3 separate regions of the Sus scrofa genome follow, and all the other regions are linked to region 3. A link is a contact called in public Hi-C data. All regions are on one chromosome and are shown on one strand. Each heading gives the region's core, a stretch centred on a gene start, on an enhancer-like site or on the middle of the called end of the contact. The rest is flanking DNA. Distances are from core to core; before and after follow the strand shown. Region 1 holds the start of SLC25A16 (graves disease carrier protein). Region 2 holds the start of RUFY2 (RUN and FYVE domain-containing protein 2). Region 3 holds the start of ATOH7 (protein atonal homolog 7).

Region 1 (4,669 bases), core at 307-2,806, 250 kb before region 3:
AGAATGAGAACAAGTTTTTGCTCTATGAATATGTACTGTGATGTCTGAATCCATTTAATCCATCCCTCAAGAAATGCTTAGAACTGTGACCAGGCATCTAAAATACCACTCCTTGAGCATATAAGGAAACACTGCACCTGTGGGGAAGCAAGACTTGTATTTGATCAGAATATGACAACTTGCAGAAAAAAGCCAAAAAAAGTCTAGTGGTTCAGGTTTATGCTGTATTTTGAGATTCTGTTCTTGTTCAGACATAGCTCTATAGAAACACTGGCTCTTGTATATTATGATCAAATTTGCACATGACTATCAAATCCATTAAAAGCTAACCTTAAAAAAAAGGGCATACCATAAAAGTGAAAAAAAAAAAAAAGAAATCTAGACCCATCATTAATGACTAAATGTGGCTAGAAACACCTTGCAGAGGCATATATGGGTGGAAAGAGAAACGGGACCAGTGCCAATAATAGTGAAGGTTGGAGTAAGTATTAATGAAAATCGTGATAATTTCTGACAGAGGATAAAAGTTCAGAACAACTGTGGTCACAAAGAATAGGGATGAATTGGAGTTCCCGTCGCGGCGCAGTGGTTAACAAATCCGACTAGGAACCATGAGGTTGTGGGTTCGGTCCCTGCCCTTGCTCAGTGGGTTAAGGATCCGGCGTTGCCGTGAGCTGTGGTGTAGGTTGCAGACGCGGCTCGGATCCCACGTTGCTGTGGCTCTGGAGTAGTCCGGTGGCTACAGCTCCGATTGACCCCTAGCCTGGGAATCTCCACATGTCGTGGAAGCGGCCCAAGAAATAGCTAAAAAAAGACAAAAAAAAAAAAAAATAGGGATGAATTTTGCTCAAGTTGGAAGTGATGAGGGATTCATAGCAATAGAATAGTGTCCATAAGGGGTGGTTAAAAAAAGTACAGTCTTGTAATACAGTAGGGCTAGTAAGAAGAAACGGAAGTTCCTGAGAGTTTAGGAGCTGGTAGTGGGTAGAGCGGTGGAATTTGAGTGCTAAGCATAAGACAGAGATTCAGAACCTCCTGGCAAGTCAGAAGTATTTGTGTAATTCACAGAGCCCCAAAGAAAGAAGAACTTGCTTCAGCAACTATTTCTTTGGCAGAGGTGATGGGGTGGAATTGAAGCTTCCTGGTGAACCGTTAGGGAGGCAGAAACAGGCTCAGCGAGAAGCTCAGAGAAGGCAGAGGTGATTTGGTGGGAGAGACTACAATTTCAGAGGTTCCTGGAAAGAGTGAGCAAAGGCTGGAATTTTTTGTTGTTGTTGTCTTTTTGCCTTTTCTAGGGCCACTCCCGCTGCACATGGAGGCTCCCAGGCTAGGGGTCTAATAGGAGCTGTTGCTGCCAGCCTACACCAGAGCCACAGCAACGCCAGATCCGAGCTGCGTCTGCGACCTGCACCAGAGCTCATGGCAACGCTGGATCCTTAACCCACTGCGCAAGGCCAGGGATGGAACCCGCAACCTCATGATTCCTAGTCGGATTCTTTAACCACTGAGCCACGAAGGGAACTCCTGGGGCTCATTTTTAGGAAGGTCATAAGCAGCCCGCTGGACGGTTCCAGGTCAGTGGTCAATACAGGTCAACGGACGGTGGAGGACTTTCTGAGGTGGCGGGTTTTGGAAGGACCTTCTTGCTGGCCATGTTTCCCTTCCTCCGTCCGTAACAGAAGAGGCCTGAAGAGTGACTCCAGCCAGAAGCAGGGATTTTGGGTGAGGCCGGGGCGTGGGGACACGTCCAACGTGGGGGTGGGGGGAGGTGACGCCCCCTTCGGGCCTTGATCCAGGCCCCGCCTCTGGCGTACGCCATCAGCCCGCGCCGCGCTGCACCGCCGGCGGTATTCCGTCCCGCCCGCACGGCGGCGGGGTGCCCTGTCACCGCCTGCTCTGGGCATGGCTAGGGCTCTTGGACTGTGAGTTGGCGACCAAAGCTCCTGCGCGGCCCTGATCCTGATGGCGGCGGCGGCGGCCCTGGCAGCGGCCGAGCCACCTCCTGCGATGCCGCAGGCAGCAGGAACCGGAGGACCCGCCGCTCGCCGAGACTTCTACTGGTTGCGTTCCTTCCTGGCTGGAGGTGGGTGTCCGTCGGGAGGACCTGGTCGTACCCCGAGCTTTAGGGGCAGGATCCGGGGCAGGTTGGGTGCTTGCGGCCGCGATGACATTCTCGGACTTGGGCTGTTTCAATGCCCTGCCAGGTGTTTGCCGGGACCTGCTATAACCTCTTTCTATAATCAATTGAGTAATCTCATCAGGGTCCTGCAGAGGAAGGGCCTTGAGCTGTCGCGAAGCGGTAGGGGACCTGGAAGGGCTGAACCGGGCACCCATTCTTCAGGGTTGGATAGCCGGGAAAATAGAGGACTCCCTTCAAAGACTCCAGGGTTTCAGTGAAACATGCTGGGAGCTCCTTTCTTGTATAAAGACCATGAACGACTGGTGTAGAATTGGATTTTGCTGTTTGCTTAAAAGAAAACAAATATTGGAGGACAGCTTATTTTTTTTATATAATGATTTTTATTTTTTTCCATTATAGCTGGTTTACAGTGTTCTGTCAGTTTTCTACTATACACCATGGTGACCCAGTTATACATACATGTATACATTCTTTTTTCTCACATTATCATGCTCCATCATAAGTGACTAGACATAGTTCCCAGTGCTACACAGCAGGATCTCATTGCTAATCCATTCCAAAGGCAATAGTCTGCATCTATTAACCCTAAGCTCCCAATCCATCTCACTCCCTCCCTCCTCCTTGGCAACCACAAGTCTATTCTCCAAGTCCATGATTTTTTTTTTTTTCCTGTGGAAAGATTCATTTGTGCCATATATTATATTCAAGATATAAGTGATATCATATGGTATTTGTCTTTGTCTTTCTGACTTCACTCAGTATGAGTCTAGTTCCATCCATGTTGCTGCAAATGGCATATTTTATGTCAGAGTAGTATGAGGACAGCTTATTAAAAATGACTAGGAAATTGTGCAAAACTGTCTACAACCAAAACTGCTTCCGGTGATTCTAGCAAACTGTGCCACAGCTGCTTGACGGTTAGCTGGTGCAGCCCTGTTATTGGTGTGACTGTGGGCCCAGAAGGTTCATAATGTCTCTCAGATTGTTTGGGTTGTTATCACTTAATTTTTTGTTAAGGCTGGGAATTTGTTTTCTCAGCCTGGCTGGTGAAATTTCTCCAGGCCAGGGGTGGAAATTGTGCCACAGCAGCGACTGGAGCCACCTTAACCTGCTGAGTCACCAGGGAACATCAAGGCTGGGAATTTTATTTTGTTTTAGTTGTTGTTGTTATTGTTTGGCCTCATCCGGGGACATGTGGAAGTTCCTGGTCCAGGGATTGAACCTGCACCACAGCATTGACCCAGGCCGCTGAAGTGATAACATCAGATCCTTAACCCACTTTGCCCCAAGGGAACTCCAAGGCCAGGAATTTTAAAAATTCCACATTATGGAGTTCCCATCATGGCTCAGGGGAAACAAATCTGACTAGCATACATGAGCACGCAGTTTTGATCCCTGGCCTCACTCAGTGGGTTAAGGATCCGGCGTTGCCGTTAGCTGTGGTGTAGGTCGCACATGGCTCGGATCTAACATTGCTGTGACTGTGGCAAAGGCCAGTGGCTACAGCTCCGATTTGACCCCTAGCCTGGGAACCTCCATATGCCACAGGTACAGCCCTGAATAGACACACACACACAAAATCCACATTATGAGGAGTTGTAAAAAATAGCTGGGTGTTTCCTTCTTGGCTCAGCAGTTAATGAACCCTACTAGAATCCATTAGGATGCGGGTTCGATCCCTGGCATCTCTCAGTGGGTTAAGACCTGGCGTTGCTGTGAGCTGTGGTGTAAGTCACAAATGTGGCATGGATCCCACATTGCTTTGGTTGTGGCATAGGCCGGCAGCTACAGCTACACCTCCGATTTGACCCCTAGCCCGGGAACTTCCATATGCCGTGGGTGCGGTCCTAAAAATACACATACATACACAAAAGGTATCTGTACACTGCATTAGTATTAAGAATTATTTTGTTCTGTTGATAAAAAGGACATTCATTCATTCATACAAGGAATATTTGAGTGCCTGCCCTGCATCTGCTACATGCTCAGTGTACATCAGGGAACAAAACAAAGATCCTAGAGTTTACATTGGTTGGGAAGTTGTGGTGAGAAAGACAATAAACAAAAATGAAAAAAATAAGTTATATAGTATATTAGAAAATGATGGTGGGAGTTCCCTGGTGGCTCAGCAGATTAAGGATCCGGCATTGTCACTGCTGTTGCGTTTGTTTGATCCCTAACTCTGGAACTTCAGCATGTGGTTGGTGCTTCCCCCCCCAAAAAAAAAGAGAAAAGAAGAAAGACAAAGTAATGAATGGAATGGGAGGAAATAAAAAGAGAATGGGGCAAGGAAATGGAGAGACTAAGTGGGTACAGTATTACCCAATAATAAGCCTCACTGGGAGGATGAATGACACTTTAGCAAAATTGAAGTGAGGAAGTTTATTTAGCAAGTTTATGTCTAAGGAGGAACATTCCAGGTGGAGAGAAAAGCTAAAACAAAGGCTTCAAAGTCAGGGAGGGCCTTTTCAGTCCAAAGAACAGGAGAGAAACCGATGTGGCTGAAGCCAGGTGGTTTTGATGGGCGAA
Region 2 (4,261 bases), core at 1,160-3,659, 150 kb before region 3:
GGTCAGAGTCATTGCCATTCCCCACTGCCAGCAGGCTCCTTGACTTGTGATCTTCCTCCAGAAGTTATCTTGTTTACACAATTTAGTCACAGAGTTTGTTCTGGAGATTACTGAAGGGGAAGCTATGGAAGAGAACTGCTCATCTGCTACTTTTCATCTTGACTTCTTTGATCTACGGAAAGAGCCCACAAATTAGGCAAGGTCTTGTATGATTTGAAAGCTGTGCTTGTGCAGGAAATGAGTAGAGTATGGGAGTGCTTGGTTAAAAGTTAGAGTATAGCTTTGCTAAAGTGACAAGAGGAGTTCCCGTTGTGGCTCAGCGGTAACGAACCCAATTGGGATCCATCAGGACTGAGGTTTCGATCCCTGGCCTTGCTCATTGGGTTAAGGATCTGGTGTTGCTGTGAGCTGTGGTGTAGGTCACAGACACGGCTTGGATCCCGAGTTGCTGTGGCTGTGGTGTAGGCCGGCAGCTAGAGCTAGGGATTCCACCCCTAGCTTGGGAACCTTGATATGCCACAGATGTGGCCCTTAAAAAAAAAAGGGACAAGAGAAGGGGCTTCCTGCTGAAGGTGGTTTACTGCAAAGAGCTGCTTACAAATCCCCTCTTGTCAGAACATCATTCCATTTCTATGGGTTTCGGGGAGGAGGTCTATCTTCTGTAAGTTCATGCTGACATAGGACACTCTATTCTGAGTGGAAAATATCAACATGGATCTGTAGCATCTCTTTGCTGACACTTGTAACTGCCTGTTTATATACACAGGCAGAACAAGCTACAATTATTTTGATGCCCACAAAGATATAGATTATAATGAGTAACAGCATTAATCCCATTCTCTTGAGACCAGTTCTTGAAATGATACTAACCATAGATTTTGTACTGCTCCAGCTGGAGCAGCTAATGCCATAGCTACAGACTGGTCATCATGCGGTTGCTTTTTTTCCTCTTGCAGCAGTTACAGTATCTGTAAAAGAACTCAGGAAATGTGCATCAGTACTGTGTCTGTGACTCTATTGTCCTAATCATTTACTGCTTGGTTCCATATATACAACCTGGAAACACCCCAACCTGGAAACTCCTTATGGACATGAATCATGTTGAACAAAAGAAACACTTTACAGTGTTTGTAATGTTATTCCACTTGTGAAAAATTTATAAACTGGCAAAATAAACTACATTGATTAGGGGCATGTATTTACCATGGTAGTTACATGCAAAAAAAGCAAAGAAAGGATTCTCATAAAAGAATCATATTTACTTCTAGGGGGATTATACCTGGAGGCTTTTCCTCGGGGAGGCTAACTCTCCTGTCCTCTTCTTGCTTAATGTGGTAGTGTTTACCCAGCTGTTTACTTTATGAGTCTTTAAATGTATATATGCTTCATACATTTTTATCCATGAATGATTATCTCACAGTAAAGAAAATTTGGGGAGTTCTTGTTGTGGCTCACTGGGTTAAGGGTCTGACATTATCTAAGGATGAGGTTCATCCCTGGCCTTGCTCAGTGGGTTAAGGATCTGGTGTTGCCACAAACTGCCACTTGTACCCCTCCTTGCTGTCACTGTGGCTGTGCCTGTGGCTTAGGACTGAAGCTGCAGTGCCATTCCACCCCTGGCCTGGGAACTTTGATGTGCCACAGGGCGGGGGGGGGGGGGGGCGCATAAAAAGAAAAAAAAATCAAAACCAAAAGAAGTAAAGAAGCATAACAGGAGTTCCCGTCGTGGCGCAGTGGTTAATGAATCCGACTAGGAACCATGAGGTTGCGGGTTCGGTCCCTGCCCTCCCTCAGTGGGTTAACGATCCGGCGTTGCCGTGAGCTGTGGTGTAGGTTGCAGACGCGGCTCGGATCCTGCGTTGCTGTGGCTCTGGTGTAGGCTGGTGGCCGCAGCTCCGATTCGACCCCTAGCCTGGGAACCTCCATATGCCGCGGGAGCGGCCCAAGAAATAGCAAAAAGACAAAAAAAAAAAAAAAAAAAAAAAAAAAAATCCATAAAAAAAAAGAAGCATAACAGAACTTTATACTGGCCAAAATGATCGAGAGATAAACATCGCTTTATATCCACGAAATATCCCTCTATTTCTAAATCGGCTACTGTTTTTAACAAGTACTGATCTAACTAGATAATGGCCAAAATGATCAAGAGATAAACATCGCTCTATATCCACGAAATATTCCTCTATTTCTAAATCGGCTACTGTTTTTAACAAGTACTGATCTAACTAGATAATAGCTCGCTTTCCCAAAACTGATAAAACTTAAACCTACTGTCATAAGACCATGAGAGTTTTTCCCCTCCCTGAAATGAGAAAACCCTGGTTTGCTGGCTTTATCTCAGGAACTCTTTCCCTTGATCAATGAGATCGGTCCTCACTGCCTTTTATAAACCAGTGGATTTACTGGTTTAAACGTCGTGATTTGGGCGTTCGAATTGTTTTAGCAGATTTCTGCATAATGTTAATTGCTTCAGATTTTCTAAATTCTTCTGGTCTCCTACGAATTTGCGAGGAAAGGGAAGCATTTAGGTGTGTTAGATCAAAGCTAGGCGGACCCTGCGGATGAAAACGTTTGCACGAGGCTCGCATTCCCTCGGAAACACAGCCCTAGCGCTCGGGTGAGGCAGGTGGTCCCACCAAGGTCCGCCCTCCCGCTTCTCCACTCGAGGTTTTCCTCATGCCCTTTTTGCTTCTCCTTTGGGTCGGGCTGGATGTATAGAGTCTCCGCGAAGGCGGATTTCTCTGCTGTCGGCTGCAGGCGCCGCGGCCCCCACCCAACCCCGCCGCCGCGGGACCGCCGGGCGTCCTCCAGCCGCCGGGAGCGCTGTGGGCCTCAGTGGGCCTGGTCGCAAACGCCCTGGCGGCCGCCGAGCGCTTGAAGGGAGCTGCTGGCGGGGCCCAGGGCGTCTCCGCCCGAGACCGCGCCACCGCTGCAGTCGCCACCATGGGTAAGAGGAGCAGGCCGAGAGCGGACGTCGGGCCCTCTGTGCTGGGCCAAGACCGCGGCTGGGCAGGGAGGACTGGTGGTGGGTGGGCTTCTAGGCCTCGGGGTCGGAACTGGGGCCGGAACCTGGGCCTGGTGCTGGGCGGGGGCAGCCGGGTGCTCGGGGGCGCCGGGGGTCGCCATGGCAACGCGCGGTTATCCAGTGTTCCCTCCTGCTCCCGCCCGCGTTTGGGGGCCTAATGGCAGAGGGTTGGTGGTCCGACGGCTTACCGGGAGCGAGGGCAGGGCCGGCGAGGGTGCGGCTCCCAGGTCGAGGGAACAGTCGGGGACGGACGATGACTTTTCAGGGTTGGGGGTGGCAGAGGGAGGCGTCTCAGGTTGGGGCCTGGGTTCCCGACGCCGCGGGCGGGAGAGGGGCAACGATGCCGCGCAGGACTTCGGGTGAGCCCTTCGCGCGGGTCCCGGGGGCGCCCCGAACCTTTTGGGCAGCCCTGTGGGCGGAGAGGAGGGGAGGCAGGGAAGGGGCTCTAGGCCCGGGCAAGATGCAGGAATTTGAGGGCTGCGACCCAGCTAGACGCATCCACGAGTCCTGGCGGGGCCCGCCTGGGTGTAAACGCTCTTTGGCATGGAAGCTGCGGCGTCCAGCTCCGACCTACCCCAGAGCAGCTGGAGATGCGCCCTTTGTCTGGTTGTCGCTTCACACATTGAAGATTGTGATGGGCGCTGTTAAGAAATGTGAGAATTGTCACAGATTATGAAACATCGAGTGCTTTTGCCCCCGAAAAAGAGGGAATCTTGCCACGATGCAGATTTGAAGAAATGATGTCGTGTGGAGATTCTCCACCAGCTTGCTTGGTCATAGCAGTTGTGACTGCATTTTAAGTTGCTTAGGATTCAGCGCCAGGCTTCATGCTTAGCTGTCTGAGGTCAGAACTAGAATACTAGATCATTGGGAATCCTGGACTTTTGTCCAGTGAAGCAAAAACAGACACTTGGTTTTCTTGGACTAGTAAATTTGGCAGAGATTATGAAACATAAGTGCTTTATTTTCTCCCCCACTTCATTTTGTCATCCGTGTTTGCTGAAAATATTTCTGCCAATCACAAAAGTGATGAGAGTATGGAGAAGTATCTGAATTTATAAGAAAACTGATAATAAAATAAATTTTATTTATTTGGAAAGAAAATAAATTTTTTTGTTAGTTGAAAATATTGGAGTTTCCGTCGTTGCGCAGCAGAACTGAATCCTACTAGGAATCATGAGATTTCGGGTTCGATCCCTGGCCTCATTCAGTGGGTTAAGAATCCAGTGTTGCAGC
Region 3 (4,243 bases), core at 754-3,253:
TCTGGGGAAAAATAAAAGGTTCTATGTTCAAGGAGGTCTAGGAAACTCTGGAGTCAGATGGTTTCTTTATGCCAAGACTTCTCAGAAACCTTACCAATTTTGCTTCATGACTCTCTAAACAGAAGAAAACAAATGTGTTTCCCAAATATACTGGACAGTAGAATAATCTTCTCCCAGAAGCACCTTTGTAGTACTAATAAATTATCCTTCAGAATGCATCTGGGAAGTGAATTACTAAATACCTTCTAAGGCCTTTTTACTGCAGAAATACTTTCTATCCTTGGATCAATTTCATGTCACAGATAGCTGCTAGCGTATGTTCTAATATAACCACGCTGTGTGCATACTGCTGGGTTTCCTTTTTCTCTTCAAGTTGTGTTTGCTGTTCTCTTGGTGCACAGGCTATAATCTCACCAACTGTGAATACACGGCCTGCAAAATCCTGCATCTCATTAGCACTTTGGTCAAAAGTGTCCAGAACAGTATGTTTTGTAGGGAAACATTCCAAAGAGTAGCACAGAAAAGGCTTGTTGGGGGAAAGGGAAAAGATAAATGAACAGGAGAAATAATAGCATTGGTAGACCCGATTTCCATGAAAACTCAAAAAAAAGTATTTGACATTCTGATGACTAAACATAGTCATCAAACATCCTCCTGTCACAGGACTGCTGTTCCTGACCAAGACTGTTAAGAATCAGAGTAATAGAGCTGAGTGGCTCCATGCAAAATTCTGTGTTCAACATCTGTCATGCTGGAGATCATTAATGTTCAATTGCATTCTATTGTCTTCATGTTACTCAACTTCATTTCATTGTCATTGCTTCAGCTGGGGATTAATCAACTATTTATGGGAAGACAGGACTTGGAGTCAGGGCAGTCACAATAGGGTTTTGGTCTAAAGCAATGGCAAGGGAAGCAAGACACAGTTAAAAGGAATCTTAAAAAAGAATACAAATGAACTTATTTGCAGAAGAGAAAAAGAATCACAGACTAGAAAATTTATGATTACCAAAGGGGACAGGTGTTGGGGACGGAGGGGTGGACTAGGGGTTTGGGATGGAAATGTTCTAAATTTGGGTTGTGATGATGGTTGTACAGTTATAAATTTAATAAAATTCATTGATTATTAAAAAACTGATTTGTGGGAGCTTGTTGATAATTTAATTATACAAAAATATTTGGGAATAATGCCAACATAATCCATATTTCAAGAGGGGAAAGAACATACTTGGTCTTCCCAAAGAATTCAGAAATGATTCTGGCTTGAATCTATTTGAGCTGGTTTCCTTGCTACTTTACTCTTCTAAAGAAGTAGAAAGAGGCTGAGATAAGAGAATCAACTTAATGGCTTATCTATATATAAATCATTTCACTATCAATAGTGGAAATCATGCTTCAGTATTATTCCTAAGGACAGTTGACACAAGTTCCAAGTAGTATGAAATATTTATAGCTTTATGAGGTGGGGAAAAAAAAATCTTCCATTAGGAATTATTTTTTAAAACCTCACAAATCACTTAGATGCTTCACTTTCACACATATATTTGCATTATAATTAGTTTTATTAGATGTAAAAGTCAAATTAAATAATTGATTATCATCTCAATCTGTGTCCTGAAAACATTTATAAATATGCGTCCGGAGAAATGGGGCATAGATTCTGAATCTACCGAAGTATACAAACTCATGCAATCTAATATATTGTATAATATACATTTTTACATAACATTAATATCTTTTTTATTTTAACCATTTTAATTGAAGTATAGTTAATTTAAAAAGTTGTATTAGTTTCAGTTGTATAGCAGAGTGATTCAGTTATGCATACTTACATTTATATTTTTTTCAGATTCTTTTCCATTATAGGTTATTACAAGATATTGAATATAGTTCCCTGTGCTATATAGTAGGTTCTTGTCCATCTATTTTATATATAGTAGTGCATATATGTTAACCCCAAACTCCTAATTTGGCCCCCTCCCCACCCCTTTGGTAACTGTAAGTTTGCTTTCTACATTTGTGAGTACATTAATATCTTTTGATATGCTATAATATTCTGCAGAAAACAGCCAAATTATTTGCACAGTAAAATCTTAGGTCTGAAATAATACTAGGATCTGCTAATTTGTCCCAACTTAATAGCTAAAATCAAATGCATGTATTCAGTCGGCCTTATGCAAAATTGTCACATCTTGAAAAGCGAATCTTGTACCACTAAGCTTCTACATATCTTAATCTAAAACCAACATATTGACACAAGTGATTTCTAATAATTTTAAAACTTTGGTTCAGTTTTTGATATGTATGCTGCCTGCTGATATGGGAAAAGAAAGACCAAGCCCTTCCCCACCCCCACCTTGTTATTCTCTTGGGGACAGCCAGACCACTCCAGATGGTGTGTTAGTGTAGGACATAGCTTTGGAGAAACTTCCAACAGACGAAGGCTGTAATGTCAGGATTTTGCTGTGCGTCGTCCCCCTTTCCCCCCCTGCAGTTCCCAGGGTAGGAAGGTGCTGAGATGGAAGCCGAGGGACGCCCGCCCACCTGCCACCACCTGTTCCCTCCTTCAGCCTTCTGCTATAAATTCTCCTTCAAAGATTCACCCGGCACTTTTCCGACAACTACTGCGGAAGAGGCGCTCCTTTCCTATCTAAGCTTCGGGAAAGATTTCGTCTTCCGGAAAAGAAGTCTTGGGCTTTCCCGGAGGACTTGAGAGACCTTCCGCGAATCAGCCACACCAATTCTGCTGCAAGAAGGTTCCCTTCTCACATCAGTTTCATGTTGGGAAAATGACTTCTCTTCAGCATCCCAATTTCCCCTAAATTTTGGCAAGTGAAGACATCAGTCTGGCTATCCAGTAGGACAAAGGGCGGAGCCCCGCACTCCCCACTGCAGACTTAGATTCCACGCGGGCTGCTTTTTGCATGACTTATTTGTTAAGAGGAACCAAGTTGCGGAGCGACTGCATACACCAACCCACACGCAGGTCCTGAGCTGACAAGTGAGATCTGCGCCTCCCTCCTTCCGGCGGGGAATGAAGTCGTGCAAACCCTGCAATCCCCCGGCGGCGGCGGGAGCGCGTGCCGCGCCCCCGTGCACGGGTGGCGCAGCCGAATGCGCGGGCACGTGCGCAGGGGCTGGGCGGCTGGAGAGTGCGGCGCGCAGGCGCCTAGCGGCCAACGCGCGCGAGCGCCGCCGCATGCAGGGTCTCAACACGGCCTTCGACCGCCTGCGCAGGGTGGTACCCCAGTGGGGCCAGGATAAAAAGCTGTCCAAGTACGAGACCCTGCAGATGGCGCTGAGCTACATCATGGCTCTGACCCGCATCCTGGCTGAGGCCGAGCGATTCGGCTCGGAGCGGGACTGGGTCAATCTCCATTGTGAGCACTTCGGTCGAGACCACTACCTTCCGTTCGCGGGCGCGAAGCTGCCAGGCGAGAGCGAGCCGTACGGCCAAAGGCTCTTCGGCTTCCAGCCCGAGTCCTTCCAGATGGCCAGTTAGGGCGCAGCCTCGCGGGAATGGGACTCTCAATGACTGCGCTCCGGAGATACAGCCTTTTCCCCCAAGAAGCCGCTCGGGCCTTCGGTGGGGCGTAGGATGTATTCTTAGAACAAAATTAGCAAACTTCCAGGTTACTTTCATTTGCATCCTCGGTCTAATGGACGCGATGCCTTTTTTCCCTCCTTAGTATGTTGTAGATTTCATTAATGGAATAGTTTTGATTGTTGAGACTAATGCCCCTCCCCCCTTTCCTGGACTACTTTGAGGGAAAACAATCTAAAAAAAGAAGGATTAGATTATACTGCAGGTTTAGTCCTCAGCGAAATAATCACTTTTAGATTTTGTAAATTTGTCCTCTTAGGGTGAAGTTACAATATCTATTACTTGTGTTTGCTTAATGCAGAGCTGCCTTCCTGTCTTGTAAGAGCAGTATGCTTAGTGTATTGTGTGTGTGTGTGTGCATGAAGTAGTCAGACGTTTTTCTTACTTTTCTTCGTAGAGTACATGGGCGTAAGTGCTCAGTATTTTTTAAAAACTGTATATCCATTATTAAAGTAGATTTTGTAAAATATAATTAAAAACGTGGGTTTCTTTTTCATGCCAAGTTTCCTGATTTCACTAAGGGCCTGTTTGGGGGGTGATAACATTGAGTGCTTCCCTGAGTAAAGATGCGGAGTGTTTAAATCTAATCCCACCGGTTGGCAAAAGTGCTGTTTTTGAATACTTCATCAAAAAACGACA

What was found. Hi-C and Micro-C count contacts between places; a contact is called where the count stands out from the background.
Region 1: a Hi-C map of heart right ventricle shows a contact between it and region 3, with 2.1 times the contacts expected there. The contact joins the promoter of SLC25A16 here to the promoter of ATOH7 in region 3. A contact is called at or near these places in 2 of 5 promoter capture datasets (fetal liver and liver) and 2 of 47 Hi-C or Micro-C datasets (heart right ventricle and liver).
Region 2: a contact with region 3 is called in a Hi-C map of skeletal muscle, with 6 times the contacts expected there. The contact joins the promoter of RUFY2 here to the promoter of ATOH7 in region 3. A contact is called at or near these places in 2 of 47 Hi-C or Micro-C datasets (both in skeletal muscle) and 2 of 2 datasets of contacts at active chromatin or transcription factors (alveolar macrophages and skeletal muscle).

What each region holds. Positions count from the first base shown.
Region 1 is chr14:71,648,228-71,652,896 of Sscrofa11.1, reverse strand. SLC25A16 (graves disease carrier protein) reads left to right here and starts at 1,556. Exons shown (of 9, transcript XM_021072451.1): 1 at 1,556-2,083. The coding sequence starts at 1,963.
Region 2 is chr14:71,545,885-71,550,145 of Sscrofa11.1, reverse strand. It overlaps RUFY2 (RUN and FYVE domain-containing protein 2), which reads left to right and starts at 2,409. Exons shown (of 19, transcript XM_021073521.1): 1 at 2,409-3,025. The coding sequence starts at 2,944.
Region 3 is chr14:71,400,239-71,404,481 of Sscrofa11.1, reverse strand. ATOH7 (protein atonal homolog 7) reads left to right here and starts at 2,003. Exons shown (of 1, transcript XM_005671039.3): 1 at 2,003-4,243. The coding sequence starts at 3,035. The coding sequence ends at 3,502.